Linked DNA regions of Sus scrofa: region 1 is linked to region 2. Evidence: chromatin contacts called from public HiChIP or PLAC-seq data. All regions are on one chromosome and are shown on one strand. Each heading gives the region's core, a stretch centred on a gene start, on an enhancer-like site or on the middle of the called end of the contact. The rest is flanking DNA. Distances are from core to core; before and after follow the strand shown.

The links. HiChIP or PLAC-seq counts read pairs in DNA pulled down with a chosen protein or histone mark.
Region 1: an H3K27ac HiChIP or PLAC-seq map of alveolar macrophages shows a contact between it and region 2. The contact joins the promoter of MED28 here to the enhancer-like site in region 2. A contact is called at or near these places in 1 of 5 promoter capture datasets (liver), 4 of 47 Hi-C or Micro-C datasets (blood, embryonic fibroblasts, skeletal muscle and 1 more) and 1 of 2 datasets of contacts at active chromatin or transcription factors (alveolar macrophages).

The regions. Positions count from the first base shown.
Region 1 is chr8:12,622,369-12,626,316 of Sscrofa11.1, reverse strand. MED28 (mediator complex subunit 28) reads right to left here and starts at 2,192. Exons shown (of 4, transcript NM_001243569.1): 1 at 2,025-2,192. The coding sequence starts at 2,183.
Region 2 is chr8:12,572,794-12,576,763 of Sscrofa11.1, reverse strand. No RefSeq gene overlaps it. Among named protein-coding and RNA genes, the nearest start is that of LAP3, 16 kb to the left of the region's middle. Within about 2 kb of position 2,108, at least 4 of the 83 cell types and tissues checked have an H3K27ac peak or open chromatin away from gene starts, as enhancers often do. A contact at or near this core is called in alveolar macrophages, where this site is marked.

The DNA.
Region 1 (3,948 bases), core at 943-3,442, 49 kb before region 2:
TGGGCATGGGTTTCATCCCTGGCCTGGGAGCTTCCACATGCCTCAGGTGCAGTCAAAAAAGGAAAAAGAAAGAAAACTCTCCCAAACCGGAGAGACACTGATGATCTCAACTATCTAGACTGGGACTGTATATGTATCTGGGAGGGAGGGAAACACTATATATGTATTTATATTGTTACCATTTGGGGCAGCATTTTGGATGATCCACCATCTGACTATATTACCCCGACTTAAAACTTGTCATATACAACAAAAGTGAAAATCAGTTTTTGAGATATTTATTCAGAAATACACAAAGTACACAAGACAGCTGAACAGTTGTATGGAAAAGAAAGTGTGATGGTCTATAAAAAGAAAATGTGGAGTTCCCGTGGGGGCTTGGTGGTAACAAAACTAATATTCATGAGGGCTCAGGTTTGATTCCTGAGTGGGTTAAGGATCCGGCGTTACCATGAGCTGAGTTGTAGGTTGTAGACGTGACTCAGATCCCGAGTTGCTATGGCTGTGGGGTAGGCTGGCAGCTACAGCTCTGATTCGATCCCTAGCCTGGGAACCTCCATATGCTGCAGCTGTGGCCCTAACAAGACAAAAAAAAAAAAGGAATATATGCAGGAAGAAGTCTCATGTGGCCAGAGTAAGAAGAGATGGGACTGGACCAGTGATTTGAACATGCAGAGCCAGGGAGGCTACCATACCTCTTGGTCTTTCTTTTTAGAGCCACACCTGCAGCATAGGGAAGTTCCTGGGCTAGGAGTCAAATCAGACCTGGAGCTACAGCTGCAGACCTATGCCTCAGCCTTGGCACATGGAGCCACAATACAAGCCGAGGCAACTCGCAATTCTCACCCTGCTGGGTAAGGAAGGAATCTAACCAGCACCCTCACAGGCACTGTGTGGGGTTCTTAACCCACTGAACCACAAAAGAACTCCCCATCTTGGTCTTAACCCAACAGTCATGGCAGCCACTGAAGAGTTTTAAGCACTAGGGTGTTGATGGTAGGCTCTGGCCAAGACTTCTTTCTACAGGGCCAGTCTTTCAGCAAGTCTCATAACCGCCACTTCATCTCAAGCCTAGATGCTGCTCTAAGGCTTTCCTGTCCCTCTCCTTTACAGCTTAGCACCACCTCAAAGGCATCTCATCCTCCTCCCAGAAAAAAAAGATTTCTCTGTCCTTTAAATCAATTATCTCAAACTTCTGAATGTACGCCCCATTAAAAAAGGCATTCTGCCCATGCAACCCCAATAACACACTCATTTATGAACTCTATTTACCTACTACCTATGCTATTATGTGTGAAAGTCAAAAAGTAGAAAAGTTAACTCCAATTACAAGTTACTTCATTTCCACACCCTAATGGTTCATCTTCCACTTCAGAGACCACTGGAAGCCACCTGATTTTTAAGCACTTATTTCTTAAGCTCACCTGTGCCTCCTACCAGTCCCCATTTTCTCTGCTACAGGATTAATGCTTGAATGGGAGTGAGAGTTTGGATCACCCTCTGCCTCTCTCCCAAAGCTTCATCTTTAACTCCTCTTCCCTCGGCCCTTAATAACAACTTCCCATCTCAGCCCCAAGAATTCCACTACTTTAGGACCGTTTAAGGGTGGAGCCCAATGGAAAGAATACAGGACAGAGTGGTGCAATGCTCCCCTCGGTGGAGAATCAGCCCGTAGCAAACACGCAGGGACGCAGGAAAGGATACTCAAGGATAGAACCAACCTTGAATTGAGGCAACAACCTTGAGGAGCAGAACAACCGACTGGGAACCTAGAAGGGTCCCACGGTGGGGGTGGCGGGCAAACTTCAAGTCCTCGTGCCTCTAGAAAGGACAAATTTACTCATCTCCGCCAGTCGACCAGAAAATTCTGGCCATCACTCAACGTGGAGAATAAAGCAAGCAGTTTAGATTCTTTGAGCCTGCCGCCCCATTTGTAAGCCGGTGCAGGGATTGCTGAAAAAGATAACCTGCACACGTTTCAGAAAAGAAAGGCTGGGAACACAGACGCCCACGGCTCATTTTACCTCGAAAGATGACTCCAACTCGTCCACTAAGGTGCTGTTAGAAGTTCTTGGAATCCCTGGTGTGGCCTGAAGAAGCGAAGCCTGGCCCAGGAGCCCCGGTGGCGGCGGCGGGGGTCCGGGAGGCTGCCCCGTGAACATTCCACCCAGCGGAGCCGCCATTTCTAAGATGGCGGGTGAGAGACTCACTGCACCTGCGCGGGAGCTGGATCCGTGGGTCACGTGACACGCCTGGTCACACGTGATCACGCTGAGTGGATGTTGGCGTCTATCGGGCGCCAGGGAAACCGGTAGGTTGGTACTTTCGTTCCCTCTTTGCCCGCACTGGAGGCCGCTTGACTTTACTGGTTTTTTATTTTATTTTATTTTATTTTATTTTTTATAACATGAGAATTGAAGGATTTGATAGGGTTTTGACAAGGTTGTATGAAGAGGAGAGTCAATAACTAAGGCTGAGCGAGCCCTGCCTGGCTTCATGATATTCGTTTAACCATCCTGCCTTTGCCCTTAACCCTTGAAATGATTTGGACCTAGCGCTTTCTCTGGGCTCAGTTTACCGGTTGGTAGAAGGAAGGTGCTTATTCACCACACAAACATTTATTGGGAGCTTACTATTTACCAACTACTAATCCAGTCATGGTGGATATAGGGGGAATGAACATGAAAAAAATTTCCCCTAAATTCTCTCTGGGGAGAGACTTGTGCAAAAAATGACCAAGCTTGTTGAGGGTCCCTACTATGCATACGCCTGGCATGTTCACTTGAGATATTCGTGGTTATGTCAAAGAGAAAGTATGATAATTTTGTAACACTTGCTTATTTCTCTCTTTAGAAGCCAAAAATTTTTTCACCGTATTTAATTTTACACTTACAGTTACTGAAAGTAGGGTCAGGCTGTTTGCCACTCTAAAGCCAATAAAAAGGCAAAGTTGGAATGGATTAGCAATGAGATCCTGCTGTGTAGCACTGGGAACTATATGTCTGGTCACTTATGATGGAGCATGGTAATATGAGAAAAAAAGAATGTATACATGTATGTATAACTGGGTCACCATGCTATACAGTAGAAAATTGACAACACTGTAAACCCGCTACAACAGGAAAAAATAAAAGTCATTATATAGTGGGGAAAAAAAAAGTAAATTTGGTGGAATGTTTGCTGTATTCTGGATTCCAGCAACTTAGGTGAGCGGGCAGAGACTCCTGTCCAAAGGCCCACTGCCCCCTCACCCCAGCTGACAGTCAATGGGCAAGAGCTTTTATAGGTACCTATCAGGGCTATATGCAGAAACAGTAGAATCAGCTCTGACAGATCTTGAAATTGGTCATGGGATGGTCTGACCAGCGTTCTCTTATTTTAAGTATGGTTAATCTCCAGTTCCATAGTCAATTTGTTCCCATTTCTGTAAGCGAGGAACGGTTAGTGGGAGAAATTTAGTGGGCCTGCTGGGCCACTGCTTGGCGTTGCAATGGGTCCTTCCTCCAAACAAGAGACAGTGAATGACCATTGGCTCCTCCCCCTCCCCTTTCTCTATATAAGAGGAGTCTGAAGTCGGCTGAGGCAAGATGGTTTTTTGAGACGCTAGTTTGCCATCTTCTGGGTCTGCTAGCTTTCCAATAAAAGTCGTTATTCCTTACCCCAACAACTCATCTCCGAATTTATTGGCTTGTCGTACGACAAGCAGAGTGAACTTGGGTTCAGTACTCTTTCCTTGAGGCCACTTCTCCAGTTGTGGCAGCTTATGTCATGGCCACAGTCTGGTCATCATGTAGTTAATTTTTTCCACCTGACTGGGGTTTCAGTATAAGATAGCTCACAGGATATGGCTCAGAATATTATTTATAGCCCTTGAGAAGGAAAAAAGGTCCTTGACTTTGCTTAATGACTAAATGATTATTTGGCTTTGTTGGACTGTTTTCCTTTGCT
Region 2 (3,970 bases), core at 859-3,358:
TTGGCAGGAGTCTCACTGTGGCCACTGGCCTCCCTTCTACCTCCCCTGTCGTTCAGTCTTAGCAGGGAATCCGGTTCTTTGGTTGGTTTGTTTATAAGCACCAAATGCCAAGGTCTCTACACTTCAATATGCGTCCACCTGTTGTTGAAAGAACTTTCTTGCATTCTTCTGCCTCCATGAGCTAAGAGCAAAGAAAGGTCACCCTTTTCTCTTTTCTCATCTCTATCAGGTCTGGGATCGTCCTTCAGTAGTCCCAGAACTTTACCTTCTTGGAGAATAATTTGCCTTTGTAATGTGAGTGACAGTCCTGGGAGATGCTGTAAGGGGTATTTTTGTTTGTTTTTACTGTGAAGGTCTTTAGTAAATAAGAATTCTTATTCCTCTGTTCAGCAGTTTGTTCATCTTTATGTACTTTAAGAGATAAAGCGTTGTCAGCAGTTGAGGTTGCAGATAAACTTTTTTCTCTAGTAGCATATCACAGACAAACGCATTATTGGAATTGTCAATGTGTCAACTATACACCTTCCACAGTTTTTCCTGTAGCAAAGTATTGTTTGTCTGTCTTTCTGTCTTTCTTTCTTCCTTCCTTTCTCTTTTCTTTCTCTTTCTTTCTTTCTTTCTTTTTTTCCTTCCTTCCTTCCTTCTTCCTTTTGTTCTTTATTTTTCCTTCCTTCCTTCCCTCTTTCTTTCTTTCTCACTGTGCCTACAGCATGTGGAAATTCTTGGGCCAAGGATCAAACCCATACCACAATAGCAACTCAAAATGCTCCAGTGACAACACTGGATCCTTAACCCATTGCACCACAAGGGAAATCCTGCAAATTATTTTTTGAAAAATAGTTTAATTCTAATTTGATTTCTACAATTTGGGTTAATTAAAGTACTAAACAATTCAAATGCTCTATATTTTCTGTGGCATCACCCACACTTTGACTCTAAATTATCATCTGAGGAACTCAAAACAAGCACATGCAGAGAGACATAGACACACACTCAGGAATCCACTTCCTCTTCTTTTCTTTCCCTCTTAACGGTGGGGGGGGGGAATGTGCTTGGGCTGTGGGATGGAAATCCTGTGAAATCATATTGTTATGATCATTATATAACTGCAGATGTGATAAATTCATTTGAGTAATTAAAAAAAAAGCTCACTAGGTAATTTTGACTATCAGCCCATTTGGAAACTTTTTTTTTTCTTTTTCTTCTTTTTTTTTTTAGGGCTGTGCCTGCAGCATAGGGAAGTTTCTAGGCTAGGGGTCGAATCAGAGCTGCAGCTGCCAGCTACACCACAGCCACAGCAATGTGGGATCCAAGCCAAGTCTGTGACCTACACCAGAGCTCATGGCAATGCCAGATCCTTGACCCACTGAGCGAGGCCAAGGATTGAACCTGCATCCTCATGGATACTAGTTGGGTTTGTTTCAGCTGAGCCACTATGGGAACTCCTGGAAACTATTGATATGGTTTCTTGTCTGTCTGTCTCGCTCTACCTCTATCCATCCATCCTCCTTTCCTTAGTCTGGAAAAGATTTAAGGTATTGTCTTAAAAATAGTAACTTAGAAAAGTAACAATTTAGGAAAATAGATAAAAAGATCAATAATGGTTTAATCTTTATCATCTTAAAATTTTAAGTGTTTCAAAATTTATTGCCATGTATTATCAAAATGACAATAACTTTTAAAAAGTGTGAATATTTCTATGGATTAAAAAAAATCGATCCAGTGATTTATTGGCATTGCCCTGCTTATGCATTATTTTATACTTGGTAAGTTATTGGTTAACTAAGTATTTTAATTTTTAGGACGGTCTGTTCCCTCGGAGGATTAGAAAGGAAACCTTTGACCCTTGTAACTTTACAGATTCCTGGTAAGATGGAAGACCTCTGAAGTTCTAAGAGTTTCTGTTATTTCGGGTTACGCAACGCCCCCACCCCGCCCCGGAAGAATGACACATATTATCCTTAGTCAGCGATGTTATATAAAACATAAAAAGGGCTTTCCTTCTTTGATTGGGATATGAAATTGTCATCTAGCCTATGGGCATCATAAAAATGAATCTGCGGGAAGAACTGTTTGAGGTCCCCACCCAACCAGTCACACACCCCTCAGGCGCAGTTCATTTGCTGTAGTGGATTGCTACCCTCTAGTGGTGAGGGGTGGTCATACCACTTCAATTTTAGCGTTTGGGTTTTTAGTCTCACATAGTTTATAAATTATATTACACCGTGTATTGCTTTGATTATGATTATTACAATCTATGCTTTGGTGATAATGTCACATAACATGGATGCTAAAACCATTAGCTCATGAGTTTAATAATCAAAGGAGTCGTAGCTTGTTACTTCTCTAATTTCTTTGACTCACTAATTGTTTCAAATGAAACGACTTAATCTCTGATTAATAATACGCCTACTGTTAAGACATCTTACAGAAGTGTATGTAATTGTTATAGTTATAAATTGGCTCTTATCACTAGGCAGCATTATAAGTGATTATAATGTGATTACATTTCCAGAAACACAAATTGCCATCCTGTGGTCATAGCCTTTGGTGACAAACAGAACAAAACAAAAAGGAAGGATTTGGACACTTTACTACCAGATCCCAGGATTTGATAAACAACTCATGTCTAGAAAAAACTTTGTCATTTTTTTGTTTGTTTGTTTGTTTGTTTGTTTTTGTCTTTTTGCCATTTCTTGGGCCGCTCCCGTGGCATATGGAGGTTCCCAGGCTAGGGGTCCAATCGGAGCTGCAGCTGCCAGCCTACGCCAGAGCCACAGCAACGCGGGATCCAAGCCGCGTCTGCGACCTACACCACAGCTCAGGGCAATGCTGGAACCCCGACCCACTCAGCAAGGGCAGGGATCGAACCTGCAACCTCATGGTTCCTAGTCGGATCCGCCAACCACTGCGCCAAGACGGGAACTCCAAACTTTGTCATTTTGGATCAAATTACTCTTAAGAAACTCAAGGAGCTCAGTCAAGTGTCAATCATTCTTTGATGTCCCTTTCACTTAAACTCTCAATAACTCCAAGGTAGAAGGAAAGATATTATGGTCCTATCCTTTTTGAAAAAAATTAATTAATTAATTAAATTTGCTTTTTAGGGCCGCACCTGTGGCATATGGAGCTTCCCAGGCTAGGCGCTGAACTGGAACTTCAGCTGCTGGCCTACACCACAGCCACAGCAACGCCAGATCCAAGCCGACTCTGCGACCTACACCACAGCTGATGGCAATGCTACATCCTTAACCCACAGAGTGAGACCAGGGATAAAACCCACATTCTCATGGATCCTGGTCAGGTTCGTTACTGCTGAGCCACAAAGGGAACTCTCTCTCTCTCTCTCTCTTTTTTTTAATGGTTGGGGAAACTAAGGCTCAGGGAGCACACAACCAAACAGCCCCAGAAATGGGGCAAGAATCACGGTTGCCCCACTCTTTGTGAAATGCTTCAGCCTCAACATTCAGTTTTCAGCTATGCATTTTTATTTTATTTTATTTTTATTTTTTTGGCTCTTGTCTTTTCAGGGCCGCACCCACAGCATGTGGAGGTTCCCAGGCTAGGGGTCCAGTTGGGGCTACAGCCCCAGGCCTATGCCACAGCCACAGCAACGAGGGATCCAAGCCTCATTTGCAACAGCTCATGGCAATGCCAGATCCTTAACCCACTGAGCTAGGCCAGGGATTGAACCTGCAACCTCGTGGTTCCTAGTCAGACTCATTTCCGCTGCGCCACTAGGGGAGCTCCTCGGCTGTGCATTTTATTTGGTCCCTCAGCCCAAACTCCTCCTCCTTCAGGACAGCTGTCACAGGGAGCAGCCTTACCCTCACTAATCTCAACAGACCAGAAGTCTGACAGACCTCCCGGCCTTCTTCCTCCTCTGCCCCCCCTTGTCACCAACAAATCCCACTGGATCTTCCTGACAACCCATCCCCTGCCCCACCCCACATCCTGTTAGACCTTTATA